Regions from separate parts of the Mus musculus genome. Here region 2 is linked to region 1. Evidence: chromatin contacts called from public HiChIP or PLAC-seq data. All regions are on one chromosome and are shown on one strand. The core of a region is the stretch at or near the end of the contact, and the rest is flanking DNA. Distances in the headings are between cores, read along the strand shown. Region 1 holds the start of Zfp512 (zinc finger protein 512). Region 2 has its middle 22 kb from the start of Gm36783.

Region 1 (5,822 bases), core at 1,737-4,236:
AAATAGAGATCCCGGATTTGTAGAAAAATCTCCAAGGCCATGTCCTCAAGACTTAGGACCTCTGGGGGTGGCCTCTAAGAAAATATCTCAAAGGGAACAATCTGTAGTATCAACACCAAGGCCATTCTGTCACATCCCAGATCCTGTTTCAGGAATAACACCAGGGCCAGGACCTCAGATTCCCAAATCTAAAAATTTGGCCTCTATGCTGTGGCTGCAAAAAAAAATCCTCTGAGTTGTCATGCAATCAAGCCAGTCAATTTGAGGGAAATACAGACTCTGTAGAGCTCACCTTTGGTACACGGCAGCCAGGAGAGGTAGCGGCTAAGCTAACAGAACCTCAGAATCTGAGCCTGGAAAGTGCAAGCATCACTCCAATAGAATCACTGGATCAAACGGTAAACTTTGTAGGCATTAATCCAAAGCCACCAGATCGAGTGACAGAATCTGCAAAGACACCCCTTCCAGTTCCTCAATCAGTTACCCTCCCCAAAGTTTCTGAAAATGTGGAAGAGATTCCTGGACCACCACTTCAAGTTATAAAGTCTGTGAAGATTCCAGAGAGTACCCCTCAAAAGTCAAAATACAATGATTTGACTCCCAGAATACATGATGTAATAAGTTCAGAATTTGCTCCAAGACTTTGGCTACAAAATGTGCAGTCCAATAAATTAACCCTAGCACCAACACATCAGGTTTTAGAAACAAAAGGACAACCAGGCTTTCAAATTATAAAGACTGTATTAAATCCCAAACCACTGGTTCTGATTGTAAAATCTGAAGAAGTGGCATCAGAACTCACCATGAGATCAAGCATTAAAATAAAGGAGTGTTTGAATTTACACCCAAGACCACATCTTCAAGGACTGGTAAAACTTGCAGGGTTAACTCCAAAGGCCCATATTCAAGTGACTTCTGCAGTTTTAATATTTCAGCAAACATCTCCCCTTAAGGATCCTACATTGTTAACTCATGAACATAGGCTTCAGGCTGAAAAATCTCTAGGCCTCACACCAGAATCTCGTAAATTAATGAAAATGGAGGGTTCAAATCAGAGTAAAGACTCAGAGATGATCACATCAGTACAGTTACAGGCAGAGAACTCCTTATCTTGTTTCATACACAGCCCTTCAGCCCCATTTCTTTCAAGCGTTGATAAAACAACCCAATTAGGGCACCTTCAGGGTTCTGTGGCGCCTGAAGTTTCAAGAGTTTTTGGTATGGAAAACCTTGGTTTGGGAATTTTGCAGTCTTCAAAGTCCTACACAGACACTATTATAATAAAATCTTCAGTTCGTCCCTTGGTCCTTCCAAATCTACCCTCTGATAAGACAGGAGACACCAAGGGAAACCCATATCCTGAGATCTGGAATATTAATGTCTTATCTAAGAAAGGAATTGAAAAGGGCCAAATGGAGGAATTCCAGAGGTATTCTTCATATTCATTCAAACTACTAACAGAGGAGTTTCAGGCTGGATTAGGGGCTCGAAGAAGCTCTATCGGTTCTTTCCTGGGCATACAACAGAATGTCTGGGAAAGTCATGTCTGTAGGCAGCGACTACCTAGGAAATACCTCTCCAGTATGCTAATGCTGGGGAATGTCATGGGAACCACTATGGAAAGGAAGCCTTGTTTTCAGTCATTTGTAACAGAAGGCTCCACTATGGACATCTACCAATCTATTCTTAATTTTTGGGGTTCCAGCTGAACTAATGGTATTTTCTCAAAGCCTGCTAGAAAGGGTTTCAAGGACTGTTTCTCAGACTTCAGTGGTTAAAAACTATATTCAGAGACATATTTTATGTCACAGTAATGAGAAAAGAATGCCTTTAACGATGTCAACACTCTGCTCAACATCTTCCATAATCCAGCAATACTCTGGTAGTAGATTGGGAGTCAAGAAAACTAGTTCAAAGTTCAGCGACATATTCCAGGAAGTCACTGAGCATGTGTCTGTCTCTTGTACCGGGGCTGAGTTTACTTCCTTGATGAAATCAGAGTCATTAAAGTCCCTCCCAGAGAAACAGTCTTAGTTCCTCTGTAAGAACTTATCATAGCTCTTTGATAGAAGACATAACAGTCTCTTTAAGGGGAGAGGCCACAGTTCCTCAAGGAGAAGTCCTCAAAATCCCTCAGGGAGTAGCTTTCCAAGTCCTTCAGGGAAGAGCCCTAGAAGTCACTTGAGGTGGAGCCCTTGTAGTCCCTCAGGAAGGAACCTTCACAGTCCCTCAGGGAGAAGCCCTTGTAGACTTCTAGAGAGAAGAGGGCACATTCCTTCTGTGAAGAAGAGTCTACACAGTCTTTCAGGGAGGAGTCAGCAGACTCTCTATTCTCTGAGATGCCTCAGTCCCTCAAAAACGAGCCATCTCAGTCTCTCGTGGACGTCACTGGGCAGTCATTCAGAAAGGAGCCATGGTAATTTCTCTGAAAGATCCTTTTCCGTTCCCTCTGGTTGGAAAGGACATAGTTCTGGATCAAGCCCACTTCTTCTAAGAACAGGCATTGTTCCAGACTCATCCGCTGGAGAGATCCAGATGTAACTTGGCTAAAGTGTTCATGTCTTTCAGGGACCGCACCAAAAAAAAAAAAAAAAAAAAAAATCCAAAAGCTAGACAAGTTTGGAGGCCAGAAGTTAGTGGATAAGGAGAGTTCTGTCCCTCACCTGAGCAAAGAAAGAGATATCTGGGAGGGAAGGAGAAGAGAATGGGTCTTTAATTTAAGATCAATAAAGGGGCGATTTGAATTTCGTTTGCATCTGTAAAACCACTTGTGGGATGGGTGGGAGTAGGTGTGCAAACGCTAGTTCGGGAGGACCCCTTAAATATTCAGACTCCTCCCATTTGCTCCAACCTTCACGCCCCAAAGGCCTGCCTACTCCCTTGTTGCTATGGGGGCGGGGTCTCAATGGAAGCCGAAGAAGAGTTATCACGTGACTCCTTTCCCGCCGCAGCCCCCTCGGAAGCAGCTAGGCGGAAGTAGGTGTTCAGAACAGGGTTAGTCGCCGCTGAGACCACATCCGGGAGAGGCGAGGAGAGCGGAAGTGGCGTTGGTCTGTCCGGAGCCCTTGGGTGAAATTGTTAGGCGTGGAGGGGGAGTGATGTCTTCCAGACTCGGTGCAGTCACCGCCGTGAGTTTCTTGGTGTGACCATTATACTTTAGAAATAGAACTGTCGAGCTGAGAACACGCGGTCCTTTGCTTTTGTTTTGTACTCAGAGTTGTTTTTTTTTTTTTTTTCCGGAGCCAATCCTAGGCCCCACCCTTTTATATCAGATCCACTTACCGCCTTTTTTCTTCCCATTTTTATTTTTATTGCTTAGTCCTCGTATCCTTGGACTGAGTTCCTCGACACATTGTAATTATTTATATTCCTTCAGCATCCCCAGTGCCTCCCGTTTCTTTTAATATATATATGATACATATGTATATATCATATATATATTTTTTTTTTCCTCGTCTTTTCTTTTCAAGCCTCTATCTAGGATAGGGTTTTGAGAATGGACAAAGATGAAAACTCTGGTATTGTCAACCCGTCTTTACATTGTGAATAAATAGAATGGCACAGGTTTCCTAAAAAGTGTCTCCTTCAGTCCATTTGAAGTAGTTGCTCGGGACAGCTTCACATCTAGGCACAAGGGGGATTCATCTCTTTGCGGATGAGCTTCAAAGGTCCCTAGCACTCACTCCTGTGCTTGTGATTTGCTAGACCCCGGGACCCACATCCCTTAAGCAGCAGAGGAGCACCAGGATCGTGGGAGCTAAGAAGTAAGTGAGGTTTTCTGAGGACATTTTTGTAATGGTGTAGACAGTGCTGCTAAAGATGTTCTGTGTCTGCACTGTGGAGCATCATAGCCACCAGACAGGTATGGCTTTGGGGCACTTGAGATGTGGCTAGTACAATTGAAGAACCGAATTACAAATTCTATTTCATTTTAATGGACTAAAACTTCAATAACCATCTGTAGGTAGTAGCTACGGGATTGGACAGTGCAGATAAAATCCTAGTGTGGGGGAAAGAAAACCTGGCTTGCAATAAAGATGCAGTCTAATAAAAATGGAGTGTGTGTTTCAGTTAGTGGTATTCCTGCGTGGCCTCTGCCCCCCATATCAAATATGTGCTCATAATTAATTTGATGGACTGGGGAGGGAAATAAAAACAGCTATAAGCAATCTTTACATTTCTAAGCTACTTGGTTGCAGCCCTGATTTATTGTTTTGTGTAATGAATGTGCTAAGTTTTGCCATGGCTAACACAAAAGAAAGATTTTATTAACTTGGACCTCCGGGGTGAGTTCATTCACTTAGATAACACTTACGGGATGTCTGCTCTGAACAAGCTGTGTAGTAGGTTGGGCACCCAGGCATGACAACAGAGCTGTCTGTTCAACAGATGAATTGGGTAATCACGGCAATACAATACAGTATAATAGGAAAAAACTGTTTTTTTGTGGTAGGGGCTCACTATCTGGAAATTCCCTGTGACACTTGGCTTGGCCTGTAACTTGTAGTCCTCAGGCATCTGTCTCCTGAGTGCTGGGATCACAGGCCTGGGCCACCACACACTTGTATTTTTGTTTGAGATGGGGTTTCACTATGTAGCCCAGGCTGACCAGGAGCTTACTGTGTCGGCCAGGGTGGACTTTAACTTTTGCAGTTTCTGCCCTCAGCCTTCCCAGTACCGGGATCACAGGCATGTGCTACGCTTTTAATTTGTGCAACTGCTAGTAAATATTCCTATAGTGGAATTTAATGCCACTTTTGGGAAGCAAAGGGATGATTTCAGTATTACCAGAATAGTCCACGCAAAGACAGAGGCTTGAAGGTCGAAGAATAATTCAGTTAGAGACTGAGCAGTCCCACCCTCCTGTCCCATGAAGTCAGTGTTTGAACTGATAGAAGTTTATAATACCTAGCTGTGTGACACTGGCATGGAGGATGATAGCGCGTGGAGGATATCGCAGGGCGTCATTAAGAGGAGGTAGCAGGGGGCTGGAGAGATGGCTCAGCGGTTAAGAGCACTGACTGCTCTTCCAGAGGTCTTGAGTTCAAATCCCTGCAACCACATGGTGGCTCACAACCATCCGTAATGAGATCTGACCTCCTCTTCTGGAGTGTCTGAAGACAGCTACAGTGTACTTACATATAGTAAATAAATCTGAAAAGAAAAAGAAAAAAATACAAAAAAAAAAAAAAAAGGGTAGCAGGAGCCAGGTCCTTTAGGGCATGCTAAGGTGTTGCAATTGTAATTATCCTGGAAGGGAAAGGTCACCTTTGAAGAGATGGATTGAAAGAAGTGTGAAAACTGGTACCAAGACTGTTTTGCTCAAATCTAAGGAAGAAAGTGAAATGTGGCCTATGATCGTAACTGTATGCGAAACATAGCGTGTGATTGTAACTATATTATAGATGCAGGCGATGAGAGGAGGTGAGAGTTCAGAGGGGGAGGTGGAAACAGTGTGTTGACAGGTTTCTGTCTTTGGCAACAGTTGGATTTTGGATTCATAAACCGAATAAAAACTGGGAATTTCTGAACCGAGACCTAACATTACCAACAAAATGAATGGGTTTGCGCTTAAATGAAGAACTGATCTTAAATACAGAATTAAGAATTACCTTCTGTGAAAAGTAATTGGGAACATATTTTTTTTTCTCCACAAGATGAGTGCATTCATCAGCTTTTCTAGGAATTATGGAAAGAAAATTGTTAAGCAGAATGAAGGCAAATGGGTCCGTCTCTTAATCAGAATTGGAGTCATTGGGAGAACTCACTCAAAACTCTTTGGATTTATTTAGTGTTTGTGATGTTCTCACATGGATGTCTGT
Region 2 (5,822 bases), core at 1,176-3,675, 760 kb after region 1:
TTGTTTGCTGACTCTTCAGCAAGTAAGCCTTAATGGGTCCTCTCTGAATTAATGCAGCTGTTTGTTATGGCTTGTCTTGTGAATACCCGACTTCATGAAGGCTGTAGCAATGGACTCATTAGAGGTTAGACATTTATGCACATAGAAGACATAGAAGTTCTCTGGACTCCGGAGACAAGACAAAAGTTCCCTCTGACCTACCCTAGGGGATGTTAAGTGGCTTGCCCTGACTTCAAAGTAAACCACATAAGAAGAACATATCTCATTTCTAGGCTGGAAAAACTCTAATAGCTTGTTTGGATATATCATAAGGTCACCTCTCACCTTGAGTCACCCCATAACCCTTGGTGTTGGGGCTTCCTGGACATGTAAGAGAGTAAATCTTCCCACTGCAGACACTCTGAGAAGGAATTCCCCGTTAAGTAGCACACACAGACACAGACACTCTTTTGTCATTAACTTTTGCTTTAGCCACCAAGGTGAGTCCCTAAAGTAAAACTCAATTTGCCCTTAAATTTCCTAAAGATAACCATAAAGATTAACCATTGTGGTTCCTTTAAACATTTTTGAAAACTCACTGCACTCTAAAAATTATAATTATCTGCACAACTAAATTAAAATATTTGAAATTTGGACCTAGGTCACCACTTATTTGGGTCTAGTTCCCCAGCCCTTGAACCTAAAAACACTTTACATTAATTAAGATATTCCTAAACCGCATACATTATAAAGGGCTTTCTCTTAGCTGATCTAACTGTAAATATTGAAATACTAAATTTAAACTTTTAATTGTATGGTTAATGCACAGAACTTTCTTTTAATTTTTTTAATCGATATAGATAAATTGATGGTAATTATATCACTTCTCCCCTTTCTCCTTCCAGTCTCCCACTCCCCATCCACCCTTCCCATGTTTTCTACTCTCAAGTTGGCAGCCTTATTTTCTCTGATGGTATTTGATACATACATTCACATATATGTGTGTGCGTGCGCACAAATACATATAAATAGAATCTGCTGAGTCCATTTTGTGTTGTTTGTGGATGTGGCTGGCTTCAAGACTAACCAGGCTCACTGCTCTGGACAAGCAAGCTGGGTGCTCCTCCCTGGGAGCGGCTCAGTCCCCCTCTCTCAGCAGTCTGAAGTTGGCTGCAGCTCTGTTCAGAGATGGGACCCCACAGCATTATTTCCCCTTCGGCGTTAACATGACCACTGACACCGCTAGAGTTCTAGTCTTGTGGACGCAGCCATTTCTAGGAGAGAGCATGTCACAGCAGACTTCCCAGTGTCCTGGCTCTCGCAGTCTTTCTTCCTATCCCCTCTTATGATGCAGGGGGATGGGAGGCAGATGTATCCTCTTGGGCTGGGCTCCCCACACTCTGTTGATCTTGGCACTGAGGACACAGCGCTTTCAAACGCTAGTTTTGGAAGCTGAGGTTGAGAATAAAGCAGCCCAACACTTCTTAACAGATTACAAATTAATTCACAACAAGGGGTTTTTAAAAGTAGGTTTTATTTATTCAAAGACCTTTACTGCCTCATATATATATATAGGTACTGTTAGTTCCATAAAACCTATTAAAACGGTATTATGAGCCAGGTGTGGTGGCAGTACTTGGGAGGCAGAGGCAGGGGGATCTCTGTGAGTTCAAGGTCAGCCGGGTCTATAGAGTCCCAGGACAGCCAGGGCTACACAGAGAAACCCTGTCTTAAAACAAACAAACAAACAAACAAACAAACAAACACAAAATGAAACAAAACAATCAGGCACACTAAACAAGTCTTTGAGGGATCTATTGAGTATGCTTTATAAAAACATTAAGAATGCTTTGAAAGCACCAGATTTTAGAAGGATGCTAAGCGTCTAAGATACCTTACTGAAAATAGGGGTGGGTTTTCTTTTTTAAAGGTAAAATAGCATTCATTGAGTCTTACCTTTTTTTTTTTTTTTTTTTTTTTTTTTTTAAGTTACAGAATTTTGTATTGGCTATGTAGACTTTGGTAAGGACTTTCTTCCAAAGTAGATTTTATAAAGAAATTAAATTTTATTCATTTTTCTGAAGAGTCAAGTTACTCTTGGGAGGTGCTAAGAACACAGTGACATCAGTTAAAATACCCTTAAGTCATGTAAATTATAAATCCTCTTCTGAAGGGAATTTCTTATCGCTATGGGTCCCTGCCCCACCCCCACCCCCAGGAATGCTCACATATAGAATTGACAAACAGGAGATTTTTACTAAGTCTCTGATACATACAAAATAGTGAGTGTACATATTTATCAAAGAGTCTCATCAAATTTCCTTGTCATAATGGAATTACAGGAAATTCCAATCTTTACAAACAGAAACATTTAGGATCTGAGTAACCTTATTGTTTATGTAATAGTCTTTGTAATTAAGTCTTACTCAGAAGAGAGGTAGCTAGTAGTACCTTCCAGTTAAAGGTGACTAAGTTGTCAGAACATGGGGCTGGCAGACAGCTCAGTGGATTAGCATGCTGGTTACTAAATTTAATCTCCAGTCCCTTTGGTTGTCCTAAGACCCCCGTGTGTGCTGTGGCACAAATGATGCCCTGCCCCCAGACACTAAGTTATTTAAAAAGGAGAAACTTTACTAAGATATCATTTTGTTAATGCTTAGAAAATCTCTAAGCTATTTTCTGCTAGTCAAACTAAGTAAATTAAAAAGATAAAATATTTTGTCATTGTTGAGATGGGCTACATTCTTTATTGGGATGATAAAGTTGCTCAACTGTAATTCACTGCTACTAGGCAATGCATTTTATTATAAGTGATTAAACATTCAAAAGTCTTAATATCTGACTCATTATGTATATACATTATAAAATTAAGATAACACCAACATGGGGAAACAACATTCAATTTTTTTTTATAGTTTTCAGATATGTTATGCTTTTTAATGAGAGTTTTAAACATGTATTAAAAGCAATTAGACTTTCTCAGAATGCTGATGTACTTTTTGTAAAATTGTATAAAGGCCATTTTGTTTTGTTTGTTTTTTAGACAAGATCTAACTATATAGTCCTCGCTGGCCTGGAATTCTCTATATAAACAGAGGCTGGCCTCAGACTCACAGAGATACACCCTCCTCCACCTCTTAAGTGTTGGGGTTAAAGGTGTGATAATCACACCTAGCTAAAAGGGCTAACTTTAAAATATAGAGGGTTTAATGTTTGATGTTTTCTCTCTCTCTCTCTCTCTCTCTCTCTCTCTCTCTCTCTCTCTCTCTCTCTCTCTCTCTCTCGGTGTGTGTGTGTGTGTGTGTGTGTGTGTGTAGGCACATGTAGGTATGTCTACATGTATCTGTACATGCATGAAGACCAGAGGAGGACATTGTGTCCTGATCTCCTATCCTCCTATCGGTTAATTTTCTTTTTTCCCTTGAGACAAGGACTTACTGAATTTGGATCTGGCTGTTTCTGCTAGACTGGTTGACCAACCAGACCAGAAAACCTTCAGTCCACACCTCCACAAGGCAATGCTGTGGTTGGAACACAGCAAAGGTTTTTACATGGATATGAGGGCTCCAGACTCAGGTCCTCAGGCTTGTGCACTGTGCACTCGCCCGTGGACCCCTCTCTCCCTCACTTCCCATTGCTTCTGGAGCAACAGGACTGGCCCTCATTTACATTTGTTTAAGCTGAAATCTTCCACCTCCACTTTCTAGCCCCAGCTAAAGAGGATTAGGACATGAGAGGGATCCTGTGCATCAAGCCATGATGTCAGCACTATTTTCAAAAACATTTTGTAAAAGATGTTTTAAATTCCCAAAAGACTCTCTAAGGTCAGGATTTAATGCACCAAAGAAAAACTGAGCCAGATTCTCTGTGTTGCAAGCATTGCAAGCATAATTACCACGGAGGATACGATTTCATGTTTCCTAAGATAACTGTTTACACTTTCTGCTGACTTTCAGGCCCTGTCTGGTTAGGTAAGAAACTAAGTCATAACAGAGCTGAGCTTTCTTGCAATGTGTGCTTATGTTAAAGCTTTTTTTTTCTCCAACTACCTGGATACCCAATTATTATTTTAAAGTGATTCTAGTACATTTACTGTCTTCTGTGTCTATGAATAGGAATGTGTAAGGCCGTTGGCAGAGTTAAAGCTTTGTGTTAAATACACACAAAATGGCCAAATAAGTATTCGCTTTATACACATCTGGGCTTTTAAATTTTTAAGTGACATCTTTGTTAGTTTTTAAAACATGTATTTATTAATTTAATTTAGTGTGTATGTGTGTGTGAGTGTGTATATGTATGTGAATGTGTGAGTGTGTATGTGTGTGTGTGTGCCTGAGTGTGTATGTGTGTGCACCATATACAAGCAAGTGCTCTCAGAGGTCAGAGAAGGTGTTAGATCCCCTGTAACTAGAGTTATGTGCGGATTCTGAGCCACTGGAACTGGGAGCTGGGAACTGAACCTGGGTCCTCTGCAGGGGCAGCAGGTGCTCTTAGCCACAGACCCATCTCTCTAGCCCCATCCTTTGTTCATTTCAGTCAGTACCACTCGGATGAAAACCTGATATTGGAGCTTCCCTGTTATTTAAAACCCCAGTGTGCTTCTATTAGCTTTGACCGAATGAGCACTTATAAGTCAGAAAGCTGGTCTGTGTGGTCTGTACGTGATCACTAGCCTGTTCCCACCTACATTTCTAAGAGATTTAAAGTCTTGCTTTCTGTCAGAGCTAAACACCTCTTATATTACTGACCTAGTTAGGGTTACCATTGCTGTGATGAAACACCATGACCCAAAGCAAGTTGGGAGGAATGGGTTTATTTGGCTTACATTTTTACATCATAGCCATCACTGAAGAAAGACAGGACAGGAGCTCAAAACGGGAGGGAACCTGGAAGCAGGAGCTGATGCAGAGGCCATGGAGGATATTGCTTACTGGCTTGCTCCTCACTGTTTGCTTGGCCTGCTTTCTTATAGAACCCAGGACCACCAGCCTAGGGGTGCTCCACTCACAGTTGGCTCGGCCCTCCCCTATCAATCACTAATTCAGAAACCCCCCTTTAGGCCCAATCTTATGGATGCATTTTCTTACCTGGGCCCTCACCTCTCTGATGACTACACCTTGTGTTGAGCTATCATAAAACTAACCAGCTCAATTACTGAGCATACTAATAGTATGGTAATGAAGAGTAAATACCAACCTTCTGGTTTTTTTTTTCCTTGAAAGTAAAATCTACCTAGGCACAGACACACAGGCACACAACACAACTCCTAAGTATCTCTGAAATAATTGCTGCTGGATTTTTAAAAAAATGTTGTTCATTGAAATAGAATTACATCACTTTTTCCCATTCTTCCCTCTCTAGTCCCTCCTGGCTACCCTCCATTGAACCCCTCAAATTCCCCCTCCTTAAGTTGATAGTCTCTTTTTCTTTATTACTGTTACATATGTGTGTGTGTGTGTATGTGTGTGTATGTATGTTGGAAGAGTCTGATTTCCTCCTCCTGCTGGCCTTCTTGTATGCTGGGTATATTTATGTTCTTCGCAGAACACAACACTTAAAACATTTGACTATGATGGCATCCTCCAAACTAGATTTGTGAGTGGTGCTGTCCTTTCCCAGGTATGCTCCTGTGTTCCTAGTCATAGGTAACTTTCATCTTTAAGCAGAGGCAACCAGAATGCTCTGCAATTGCTGGGCTTTCTGGAAAATTCTATCCCTGGGCTACCCTAGGTCTTCCTGTCACGCTCAGCTCTGTTCCTTCTTGAGAATTTCAACCCCATGAGAAGGACTGCCACAATCACTTATGTTCCAAACTAGTTTCTCTGTCCGTGTTTTCCTTTGGG

The links. HiChIP or PLAC-seq counts read pairs in DNA pulled down with a chosen protein or histone mark.
Region 2: a contact with region 1 is called in an H3K27ac HiChIP or PLAC-seq map of the NIH/3T3 cell line, with 5 times the contacts expected there. The contact joins the enhancer-like site here to the promoter of Zfp512 in region 1. A contact is called at or near these places in 1 of 115 datasets of contacts at active chromatin or transcription factors (the NIH/3T3 cell line) and 2 of 9 other capture datasets (liver and macrophages).

Annotation. Positions count from the first base shown.
Region 1 is chr5:31,449,450-31,455,271 of GRCm38.p6, forward strand. Zfp512 (zinc finger protein 512) reads left to right here and starts at 2,987. Exons shown (of 14, transcript NM_172993.3): 1 at 2,987-3,128; 2 at 3,706-3,764. The coding sequence starts at 3,099.
Region 2 is chr5:32,207,351-32,213,172 of GRCm38.p6, forward strand. No RefSeq gene overlaps it. Among named protein-coding and RNA genes, the nearest start is that of Gm36783, 22 kb to the right of the region's middle. Within about 2 kb of position 2,426, at least 12 of the 459 cell types and tissues checked have an H3K27ac peak or open chromatin away from gene starts, as enhancers often do. A contact at or near this core is called in the NIH/3T3 cell line, where this site is marked.